Linked DNA regions of Mus musculus: all the other regions are linked to region 2. The links are chromatin contacts, called in public promoter capture Hi-C maps. All regions are on one chromosome and are shown on one strand. The core of a region is the stretch at or near the end of the contact, and the rest is flanking DNA. Distances in the headings are between cores, read along the strand shown. Region 1 holds the start of Triobp (TRIO and F-actin binding protein). Region 2 holds the start of 1110038F14Rik (RIKEN cDNA 1110038F14 gene). Region 3 holds the start of Top1mt (DNA topoisomerase 1, mitochondrial). Region 4 holds the start of Gsdmd (gasdermin D).

Region 1 (2,700 bases), core at 66-2,565, 2.0 Mb after region 2:
ACCCTATGCCTGCCACTCTCTGCTCTGCCCTCTTTTCTCTTAGCTAAGCACCGGCGAACTCAGTCATGTCTTGCTTCTTTCTCTTGCCCTGGGTCTGTTTTCCTCCACCACACAAACACACAAAGCAGTGCACAGGTCTCTTGTTCTCCGATGAACCCTTGGCAAACATGACTGACAAAGGGCTCCATACATTTTTAACGAACCGCACTGTCAGGAGTGCCAGCCTCAGTTGGCTCTCGGTGGATTAGCCTGGTAGGGGCAGAGGGCTGGGTCCGTGTCAGTTCCAACCCAGTGGAAACACCCATTCCACTCCAGGCTCAGAAAGGCCAAGTAATTGGCTCAAGATCACCCAGCCAAGAAGTGCTAGACGCTGATGCAGAACCCAGGTCTCACTAGCCCCTTTCTTACTTAGAGCTAGCCAGACCAGGGAGGAAGCCCATTGTGCTTATCAGCCAGCTCCACTCGGGGTCAGGATGCCCTCACATTGGAAGCAACTACATTTTATTCCTGTTTACTTTTCTGGCCACATCACCAGATCCAAGTGAATGAGAGAATATGTGAATGGAGGGCACTCCACAGTGGCCTGCAGAGTCAGACATTCCGAGATTTTAGTTTGGTTTTTGCCCTTTATTAGCTGTGTGACCCTGGCAAGTCTATTAGCATCTCTGATCCTTGTTGCTATACGTAAAGGCTTGGCATAGGAGCTGGGGTTTAACCAATGTACAACAGAGCTTAACTTGAAAAGTTGGGGTGGGGCTGCTGGTTTTGTGGCTGAGCCCAGGTCAATGTTCAAATGGAGGTGAAGATATCCCTGGGCAGGGATGCTCTGTGCTACTGAGACCCTGACTACAGTAACTTAGAGCGGTATGAGTTTGGTACCGTGTTCCACTAGTGTTTACTAGCTGTCTGGTACTGTTCTGCCTGAACAATTTATTTGGTTGGTTGATTTCGGTTTTTGGTGGTTTTGCTTTTGTTTGACAGGGTCTCATGTAGACTAGGCAGGGTTCCAACTGTCTCTGGCCATAACCTTCTGATTGTCTTCCCCTCACTTCTAGATACCCACTAACCTCATCTCCCAATTTCTGGGGTTAGAGGTGTACATCACCAGCCCTCTGGGTTTGCTTGGAACTGTGGGAGATCCATCATCCTGCTTCAGTTTTTAAAGTGCTGTGTCCCCACGCCCGGGAAGCCACATTTTGTACTTTCCACACATGCATTAGTATCTTTTGAGGGACCTTAGCTAGAGAGAGCCAACAGGAAAAGAGACAAGCCCTTAAGTCCAGTCCTCAGGCCCCATGGGGACATGACTGGACCAAGATGCTGGTAGCGCGGGCGAAACGTGCTGTGCATCCCGCGCGGCAAGGCGCCTGGGCACCGCCCGCCTCTGCCCCGCCCCTAGTCCTCGGTGTGTCCAGTCGCACACTGACCATGCAAATGAAGCTCTTAGGGAGAGCCTATTGGAGTGAGGGAGGGGCGTGGTCTATCACGCAAGTCCTGGGCCGCGTTTTGATTCATTGTTAAAATAGAGGCTGTGACTCTGGCACCAGTTCCTCCGCCGCCCGGAGAGTGGAAACCCGAGTCCAGGTCAGAACCCCGCGGCTAGCGGAACTAAGCTGGCTGGAAAGGGGAGGCCAGAGGAGGTAAGCTGAGAGACCCCGAGGAGCTGGTCGGCCGGCTTTGGGAAGAGGGGACTCAGGGTCCATTCTCCGGGTGGGGCGTGCAAATGCACGAAGGCTTTTTGTAGTTAAATTCTTATCTAATGTGCATTTTAGGGAAGATTTCTGCCAGTTGGCTGGGGGGAGTCGTGAAGGAAACTGGAGTCATAAGGGGCACACGAAGAGCCCCCGTTTAGCTTCCCTGGAAAAGGAGCTACGTTCTCTATCCAAGAGGATGCTCTTCTCGGTGGCTGGACCAGAAAAGAACAGCCCAGGTTTGTGCAGCGCATCCACCCACCCATCCATCCATCTATACATCCATTATACAAAACGGGAACTAAGCAGAGCAGGTAAGTGGTCGCCCTAGGAGGAACTCAAGCTCCGTGGATCCTCCCGTGGGGCTTCCACTCTCCAAGGGACCGACCTAGAGCCCCAGGGGAGAACCCTAAATTCCTCAGCTCAGCTGAAATTGCCAACAAAGGCTTGACCCTCCCCCCACCCCCAGCTCTATCATCACCAAGTAGGTCAGGCATGAGGTGACCCAATGGTGCTATGAGGTACTTGAGCTCTAGGGCATGCTGGCTATCTCCTGCTAATACCCCTCCCTGCCTGTGGATGAGTGAGATGAATCTTCTCTCCCAGAGTCACTCTTAGGGTGTGGACATTGTAGCCTCCAGAACAGAGAAGACTGGACCGGTAGGCTAGGCTGGGTGTGTAGCTCAATGGTACAGCAATTTTCTAATGCCTGCCCCAACTTGGGTCTGATCTTTAGAACAGGGAAAACAAAACAAAATAAAACAAAAAAAAAAAAAAACGCAGTGGTTCTCTTTTGGCTAAACTCAGTCACAGAGGAGTTTTGTGACCTTAGGCGGTGTTCACTTTTGTGTAACACTTTGTCCTCAAGTATGGAAATACCTAGCCAGCCCTTTGCATCCCTCTGTGTTTGCCAAGGGACCCAGGTGACTTGGCAGTGTGATCCAGCCCCCACAGGGTCACCTCTGAGCTGTAGGAGACAGACCTGAGCCTTCAGCTGGACCAGTGCCAC
Region 2 (2,700 bases), core at 35-2,534:
CGTTGAGAACACTGCAGAAGATGGAGGTCTGGTTTGTGAAATTTCAGAGGGAAAATTAAAGACTCTTTTCAGGGCCATTGCTGTTTTGATTGTGAAGATTCTGTAGTTCTGGTTAGCTGGGGCTGAAGAATCAGCTGTGATTAACAAGATACCAGAACTACTAAAGCAAAAACTTTGCATTACTGGGACTATTGATGCTGGTTAGCTGGAGCTAAGAAATTAGCGGTGATTAAGAAGAGACCAGCATCATTGAGGTGACATCTTCTGGGAAGTGTTTTCTGAGAGCACAGTGGCTGTGTTCCAGATATAGCCAAAGTTGTACATTGTGCTGTGGCTGGACTTGGTAATGTGTAAGGGTCACCCAGGTGGTACTGGTTTTGAAGGCATGAAGGAGTTGAGCAGAGCACTTACTATCACTCCTAGTGACCCTCTAGGAAAATTTTTGCTTCCTGTCCCCATAACTCTAGGTTCTGCTGGCCTAGAAGTTTTGGCTCCAGAGAAGGGAGTGCTCCTACCAGGAGCTACAACAAACATTCCATTGAACTGGAAGCTCAGACTTCCCCCTGGTCATTTTGGGCTTCTAATGCCCTTAAACCAACAGGCTAAAAAAGGAATAACAGTGTTAGGAGGGGTGATAGATCCAGATTACCATGGGGAAATTGGATTACCTCTTCACAATGGTGGTAAGCAAGATTATGTCTGGAGTGTAGGAGATCCCTTAGGGCGTCTCTTAGTACTACCATGTCCTGTGATTATTAGGACACAGTATATATGTCGCCATTCCAAAAGTGTGGAATAGAGGCATAGCGAAGAAATACTGAAACAAAGCAGGATTAGAAGCCTGTAGGAAAAATACCAAATCCTGTAGCTCCATGACTGGTATCTGTAGTCCTAGGGCTAGACCGCTATGATAGCTATTGCTATTCTTGGTTGTCATTTTGACAACCCACACCTGTAATTATCCTAAACCTCAAGGGGTAAGGAGTTCCTGTAAGGAAATTTTCTTGATTTTTCGTTTGAGGTGGGAAGATGCACCTTAAATCTGGGCCAGGTCTTCGGGTGGCAGCCTAATGGTCGTGGAAGAAGGAAGTGCATGCTTGCCCCGACTCTCGTTGGAAAGTTCACTCCATTGCCATTAGAGCCTAGTTCTTCAGGATTCTGAAGTATACCGGGGACAAGCTGAGCCATCTGTCAACGCCTGCGCCCCGCCCCGCCCCGCCCCGCCCCGCCCCGCCCCGCATAATCCACCTTGCCCCATCTCTGGGCGTTCCCCCCGACCCCACCGGTTCCATTCTCTCCAGGAATCAATTGTCTTGTTTCTTGGCGGCACACTCTGCTGGGTTCTCCGAGGCCTTTAAGTTCATCCCCGTGCACTCTGTCTCCTAAAATTACAAGCACAGCCTGAGGCGCTCCATCCACCCAAGTGCTTTCTGTCCGGCGCTGAGCGCTTGCTCTGGCTCCGCTGCGCTTTCTGCGGAACCTTGTGTCGTAGACGTGTTTCCAGAGGAGTGAGTTCGCTGTGGTAGTTAGGATTTACCAGCTTCCGGCGGCCGCTCCGACTAATGGCGGTGAGCTGTGGGAGAAGGCGTGTTTGTGGCGAGGCCCTAGGTGGGGAGACCCTGTGAATTTCGTCCTGTCTCACGATTTTTCAGGAGCCAGGGCGTCCTGCTCGGGAGGCACCAGCAGCCTCAAGTCGGAAAACTCATCGCGCTCCGCGCAGACCCCGGCCCTCTCGCTCAGCTTCCGGTGCCTCGGAACCTCCTCTCCGCAGTTCAGTGCAACCTGCATGCGACTCCGCCGCCGGAACCCATCCCGTAGGCAACACAGTAGCGATGAAGCAAAAGAAAAAGAAAACCCCCAACAGGGTCTCTGGGACAAATGGAAGCGAAAAGCCCTCGGAGAAACCTGCCCCGGACGAAGCTCCTCCTAGCGCTGAGGCCCAGGCAAGGATGGTACTCCCTGCGAGCTTTCTGGGCGCTAATCCGCCTGCCTCTGTGGGCGAGCTGTGCGGAATTAAGGCGCTGAAGGTATGGGAGTGGGGTCTGCGGGACCCTGTTACCCATCACAACCATGTCCTCCTTTCTGTCCCAGGCGGAACAGCTGGCGCGGGAGCTGGCCTGGTGTGTGGAACAGCTGGAGCTGGGTCTCAAGACGCAGAGACCTACCCCGAAGCAGAGTGAGGGACCCTTCTCTACAGTTAGGGAAATGTAAACGGTGACAGTTCTGTGGTCTGATGGTATTGCCAAGGGGTGGGGTTGTTGCTTTTGGTTGGTTTGCTTTGTTTAGGTGTACTGAAACTTAGTTGTGTAGACCAGGCTGGCCTGGAATTCAGAGATCCGCCTGCCTCTGCCTCCCCAGTGCTGGGATTAAAGGCGTGCGTCACCCCAGCTGGATGGGAATTGTTTGTAGTAGGATGATATGAGTGTGTTTGAAGTCACTAGCTCTTTTTCTTTTTCTTTTTCTTTCTTCTTTCTTCTTTCTTCTTTCTCTCTTTCTCTTTCTCTTTCTCTTTCTCTTTCTCTTTCTCTTTCTCTTTCTCTTTCTCTTTCTCTTTCTTTCATCTGCAGAAGAGCAGGCTGTTGGGGCAATCCGAACGCTGCGCAGTGAAAAAACCCCCTTGCCCCGGAAGAGACAGCTGATGCGCTCCTTGTTTGGGGACTACAGGGCTCAGATGGATGCAGAGTGGCGGGAGGCCCTACG
Region 3 (2,700 bases), core at 9-2,508, 1.3 Mb before region 2:
CTTCATAAACAGAGCAGCTCTTGCAAAGTAGCCAGAACTTGGATGCCTGAGGGGTGTGAGGGGTGAGAGGTGTCCCATGAACCATGCAGGAGGGAAAAAGAGAAAAGTGGTGGCCAAAGGTTCCCAGAGATAGGGGTTTAAATCCCATTCCGCTTCTCATGTGGGTCTAGGTGGGGAACAGTTCGGTGGCTGCATGCAGAAGTGCTTCGTGACACGACTCAGGCAGCTTTCCTCCAACATTCAGCCCAATTCGATGTCATAAAATGTGGACAAGCACCTCAGAACCTACACTGAGCGGCAAGCTCATTACCCAAACTGCTAGGCGAAGTCTACGGCCATCCCCATTTCACAGACAAGGACACTGAGATTGGGGCTATAAACAACTACTGTGGCGTGGCGTGGCGTGGGTGACATTCCTTTGTCCCACTGGAGAAGAGTATCAAGGAAGTTACCCCGATGTCCTGCTGTGAAGCCCTGTGTCTTCTCCTAGAGGCCACAACTCAGCCCCATTTGGAGAGTCAGGACAGCCCTGTCTTTCCCCTGGAATTTCTAGAGCCTAAGAGCTTAGCTGCCCCAGTCCGGGGCTGAGCTATCAAAAGCAGGTCAGCAGGTCAGCTGTAATGGCTGGCCCTGGAAGGGCTGTCTTCGCTGTGAACCCACCCACCACTCGGGCGATTAGACCAGGACATCCCCGCTCCCCAAGTGCTGTGAGCAACAATCCCACAACCCAGAGCTGGGCGCTTCCGGGAACCTCAGTACACGAGGGAAAGGTTGAAAAATCAGAATCTCACATATAATCTCAGCCTGGACAGCCATCCCAACCCCTAGGAAGTCCCTCGGGGCAGGCTGGTGACGTAAGGTAGGTATTGAAAGCTAAGGCCACGTGACAAAGAGTGTAAGAATCGTGGAGTGGGCCTGAGACCAATCAGGGAATCTGGGAACCACACTCCAAAGGGACCTCCTCCAAACCAAACGCGGCAGCCTGGAGGCCCAGACCCAATTACATGGGTGACCGATTTTTCCCAATGTGTCCGGTGTGGCCCGGCACAGGAGCAGGATTAGGCAAGTCACTGAGCCCTGTCTCGCCTGAGCTCCGTCCCACCCGCCTTACCCGGCTCTGTTCGCCTTCGCGACCCGGGACACCTGACAGGAAGGGACGCGGCAGGGGACATGCTGGAAACGCCGGCACAGGGCTCTGAGCCACAGCAGCAGCATGCGTGTGCGTGCATGCGTGGGCTCTGCCCGCTTTCCGAGGCCACGCCCTTCTGACAGAGCTCCGCCCCCACACGTCCAGGAGTCCCGCCCTGCCCGCCCACCTTGGGAAGGCGTCCCCAGCCAGGGCCGAGCATTGCCCCTCTCCCAGCGCTTCTACCTGCCATGGCAACCTGAGGAAGTCATGAGTAGACACACTTGGTCAGAGGGCCCTATCTACCCATCTAAGTGGCAAAACACCGAGTACCCACACCTCCAGGAGGACGCAGTTGCAGACACCAGCTGCCCTGCTCAAAGCAACTTCCTCTAGGCGACTGACCAACAGCACTGGAAGTCCTGCAAAAACTGCTGTTGCCTAGGCTCGCCGCCAAGAGACCAGGGCCATAAGCCATAGGCTCCCCCCTTCAACACATTCAGATCTGAAGACATGTGTACCAAGATCTCAAGACATTTGTACCAAGCAACAAAAATCTCCTAATCCGCGGACAGCTGCTCCCCGAGCCAGCAGCAGGCAGCCTTGGTATTTCCACTGAAACAGCACACAGGCCTGCAAGAAAGTGGTGAACAGGAAAGGTAAAAAATGAGACGGAGACCAGCAAGAAAGAGCTAGCCTATCCTGTAGGTCCCGCCCACGGTTACCAACTCACTGGATTCCTACTGACATCTAGCGGCCCGAGGCAGGAACAGAGCCGGGGAGAGGCTAGTGGGCCCCCTGCTGGACACGGCCAGTACTACAAAAAGTTTGCTGAGTATGATCAACAGACCAGCAAGACTTTGGGCATTCCAGGTCTGTAGCTGGCTGTCCAGGACCCTTGTACCCTTGAAGACCAGCTGGAGTTGTGACAGTTGGGGAGCATGGCCTCACAGCGTTCATATCCTCATAGCAGGTAAAAGGAGCCCTGTTTGCAACTGAGACCAGGCTTGAGGAAGAATTTCAGGTAGATGATGATGAATGCTGGAGCTGACAGTCAGACCTCCTGAGCCCAAAGTCCGTCATAAGGCTGTTCTGTGACAGCAGTGTCCACTCACACGTCGTAGCCGCCAACAGAGAGCTGGAGGGTGGGGAGGGCTTCATTGTGTAGAAGCCACAATTCAGGATAAGCAGGGGCATTTGACTTCAATACAAACTCAATGCAACCATCTCATTACGAGTAACATACAAGCGTTTTCACGTCGCTTTCCTCAACTTGATGGGCTACAATGGCCTGTGTCTGCCTGTGGGAGTCCACCATCTGCTCTTTACTAGACAAGTTTAATTTCTCTGAATCTCAGCCTCCTCCAGCACCTCCTCCAGAAAGTCTGATAAGAGCGAGGCAGACACATACACACTCAGAGACTTCAACCGCCTCTCTCCCTGGCGCCCCTGAAACCCACAGCTCAAAACTCCACTGCAGCAGCTGGAGAGATGGCACAGCCAATGAGTGCTTGCTGCACCAGCATAAGGGTCTGAGTTTGAGCCCTAGCACCTATGTTGAAAAGCAAGGTGGC
Region 4 (2,700 bases), core at 21-2,520, 1.1 Mb before region 2:
GATGTGTCATTTTTTTGTTTGTTTGTTTGTTTGGTTGGTTGGTTGGTTGGTTGGCTTGGATTAGTTTTGGTCTGGCTTCTTCCGCTTGTGGCCGTGTTTTCAGGGTTTATCCACATTCTGCAATGTGTCTTATAGGTGTACTCAAGCTTCTCAGTAGCCATGCAAGCGCCCTATTGAGGGTTGGTGACAGAGCTTGGTCATAGGGGGCTTTCTTGCCTAGTGTGTGCAGGGCCCAGAACTGGACAAAATTTTAATCTATGTATGAATTGATTGTCATTCAGGTCACTTGAGGGTTATCTGCTTGACTCTTTAAAATGTTACCATGGAAACTGGAGAGATGGTGCAGGGGTTAAGAGCACTTGCTGCTCTTACAGAGGACGGGGACTCAAGTCCTGGCACCCACATATGGTGCACTTGCATATATGCAGACAAAACACTCCCACACGTGGGATATAAGTTTTTAAAATCTCAAGAGGAAAATTTAAACTCTACAGCAAACATTGGTGTAGGCATATCTGTTTGACCTTCTGTTTGCTGTATGAGAAACACTTCACCATTGATAGCCACAACCCCAAGATGACCTCTTGCTTTGGATATGCACCTACAAGTCCAATTGCTAGGTCACCTGGTAACTCTACATTCACCCGTTTGAAAAATTGTGGATGTATTCTAGAGCAGCTCTGTTTTCAATTTCCTGTCTGCAAGGACCATGGGGTTTGCTTTACTGCTATTTACTTAGGATGTCAGCCAGCAGAGTAGCTTTGATGCTATCTAGTTTTGATTTGCATTTTCCTGATAACTAATGGTGTGCTTGCTGGCAACTGGTTCAGTTGTGTATTCCTAGAGAAGTCCATTCAGATCTTTTACTATGGCCCAGGTGTTTAAGAAAGAATAAGTGAAGCCTGGTGGTGGTGGCGCACGCCTTTGATCCCAGCACTTGGGAGGCAGAGGCAGGTGGATTTCTGAGTTCGAGGCCAGCGTGGTCTACAGAGTGAGTTCCAGGACAGCCAGAGCTACACAGAGAAACCCTGTCTCGAAAAAAAAAAACCAAAGGGGGGCGGGGTGGGGGGGAAGCGCTGCGAACTTGGAGGAACCCGAACTAGAAGAAAGCGAAGCTCCCGGATCGCAGGGAATTCCCGAAGCCCAGGCGGGCTCCGGGGAGGAGGAGGAGGAGGAGGCTAGGGCAGGCTGCGCAGCTGTTCCGGGAGGGAGGGCTCCTTGAAAGCACCGCGCCCGCTACGTCGGGCTGAAGCTTTACGGTTTCACTTTTGTGTCCTGCCGCCTGAGTTCCGCTCTTGGTCGTGGCTCCCGTTGCTCCCGGGTTGAGCAGACAATAGACCCCTCCCCGGCATCCCAGCAGGTCCTCGCTTCGCTTGGTGGACCCAGATACCTCGGCAGGGGTGAAAAATCGAGGTGAGCCACCCTGCTACCCAGCTCTTCCAGAGCCCAGCCGCCCCTCCTCTATCTAGTGTGGTCTACGCTATGGCCTGGATGCTTGCTTGTTGAGTTGGGGATTTAGCCCTTCCCAGAAGCCCCACTATACCTTGAAGACAGTTTGAAGGGGCCCTAGCAGCTAGGGTCTACCCTCTATGGAGGTCACCCACTAGTGATACAGTGGGACAAGCCTGGTTTGGACTTGACACTGGGGCGGGAAGAGGGGACCGAGTGGGGGGAGGGGAAGGAGGGGGGACTCTCTAGGCTTCTGGGATGATTCCTTGACCCATAAGTCCCTCCCTGATCACCAAGGGCCTTCCTGCCTCACTCTCCACCGTTAGCCCAGAGACCCAGTTTCCTAGGTGTAGAGTTGTTCCTCCACAGTGCCCAGGTTGTCTGTCCCAGGCCTGTTTTGGCCTCTGACCCATGAAAGTTCAATCAGGTCAGGTAGCTCACAGAGCTGTACATGAGAGCCCTGGAGGAAACCACTGAGCCCTGGAACACTGGCTTTGCTGTGGGCTCCTGTGCTAAATCCCTTAGAAGTGGGGGCTTGTGTTCCTTCCCCAGCCTTGGCCCTCAGCCAGGGAGAGCAACAAGGTATCTTAGACTTTAGCAATTGGCCAAAGGCTATGCACAGTAATTAATGATGTAGATAGTATAGACCTACTACAGACTACCTCCTCCTCCTCCTCCCCCTCCCCCTCCCCCTCCCCCTCCTCCTCTTCCTCCTAAGTGCTGTGGCCCCAAGGAGAGACAGATAGGCGAGCCACGGAGTGAATCGTGTCTGTGTTGTGTTGGTCGGGCAGGAATGTGCCAGGACTAACAAGGCAAGGCTACTTTGAAGGGATGGGGTTCCTGAGTGCTGGAGGAACTAAGTACGGAGCCCTGCCGTCTGCCCCCAGGACCATGCCATCGGCCTTTGAGAAAGTGGTCAAGAATGTGATCAAGGAGGTAAGCGGCAGCAGAGGCGATCTCATTCCGGTGGACAGCCTGCGGAACTCCACCAGCTTCAGGCCCTACTGCCTTCTGAACAGGAAATTTTCAAGCTCAAGGTTCTGGAAACCCCGTTATTCATGTGTCAACCTGTCAATCAAGGACATCCTGGAGCCCAGTGCTCCAGAACCAGGTATCTTCTTTCCCATCTTGATCCCCCAAGATTGAACAGAAGGGAATGGGCAAAGCCCAGCCTGCCATCTAACTGGGCATGTTCAACTCTACTCCTCTGGTCCTATTTCCAGAGTAGGGAGGTTTTTTTTTTTAATTAAT

Evidence for each region. Promoter capture Hi-C pulls out the DNA fragments that hold promoters and counts their contacts. Capture Hi-C pulls out chosen DNA fragments and counts their contacts.
Region 1: a contact with region 2 is called in a promoter capture Hi-C map of embryonic stem cells, with 4 times the contacts expected there. The contact joins the promoter of Triobp here to the promoter of 1110038F14Rik in region 2. A contact is called at or near these places in 2 of 39 promoter capture datasets (embryonic stem cells and liver).
Region 3: a contact with region 2 is called in a promoter capture Hi-C map of liver, with 2.8 times the contacts expected there. The contact joins the promoter of Top1mt here to the promoter of 1110038F14Rik in region 2.
Region 4: a contact with region 2 is called in a promoter capture Hi-C map of pre-B cells, with 2.5 times the contacts expected there. The contact joins the promoter of Gsdmd here to the promoter of 1110038F14Rik in region 2.

What each region holds. Positions count from the first base shown.
Region 1 is chr15:78,946,409-78,949,108 of GRCm38.p6, forward strand. Triobp (TRIO and F-actin binding protein) reads left to right here and starts at 1,316. Exons shown (of 25, transcript NM_001039156.1): 1 at 1,316-1,640; 2 at 1,773-1,930.
Region 2 is chr15:76,946,977-76,949,676 of GRCm38.p6, forward strand. It overlaps 1110038F14Rik (RIKEN cDNA 1110038F14 gene), which reads left to right and starts at 1,285. Exons shown (of 5, transcript NM_001347540.1): 1 at 1,285-1,568; 2 at 1,653-1,943; 3 at 2,092-2,176; 4 at 2,568-2,700. The coding sequence starts at 1,563. Gm46534 (a long non-coding RNA gene) reads right to left here and starts at 1,373. Exons shown (of 4, transcript XR_001781744.2): 1 at 1,284-1,373; 2 at 1,036-1,158.
Region 3 is chr15:75,677,542-75,680,241 of GRCm38.p6, forward strand. It overlaps Top1mt (DNA topoisomerase 1, mitochondrial), which reads right to left and starts at 1,259. Exons shown (of 14, transcript NM_028404.3): 1 at 1,112-1,259. The coding sequence starts at 1,215.
Region 4 is chr15:75,861,069-75,863,768 of GRCm38.p6, forward strand. It overlaps Gsdmd (gasdermin D), which reads left to right and starts at 1,271. Exons shown (of 11, transcript NM_026960.4): 1 at 1,271-1,413; 2 at 2,337-2,560. The coding sequence starts at 2,341.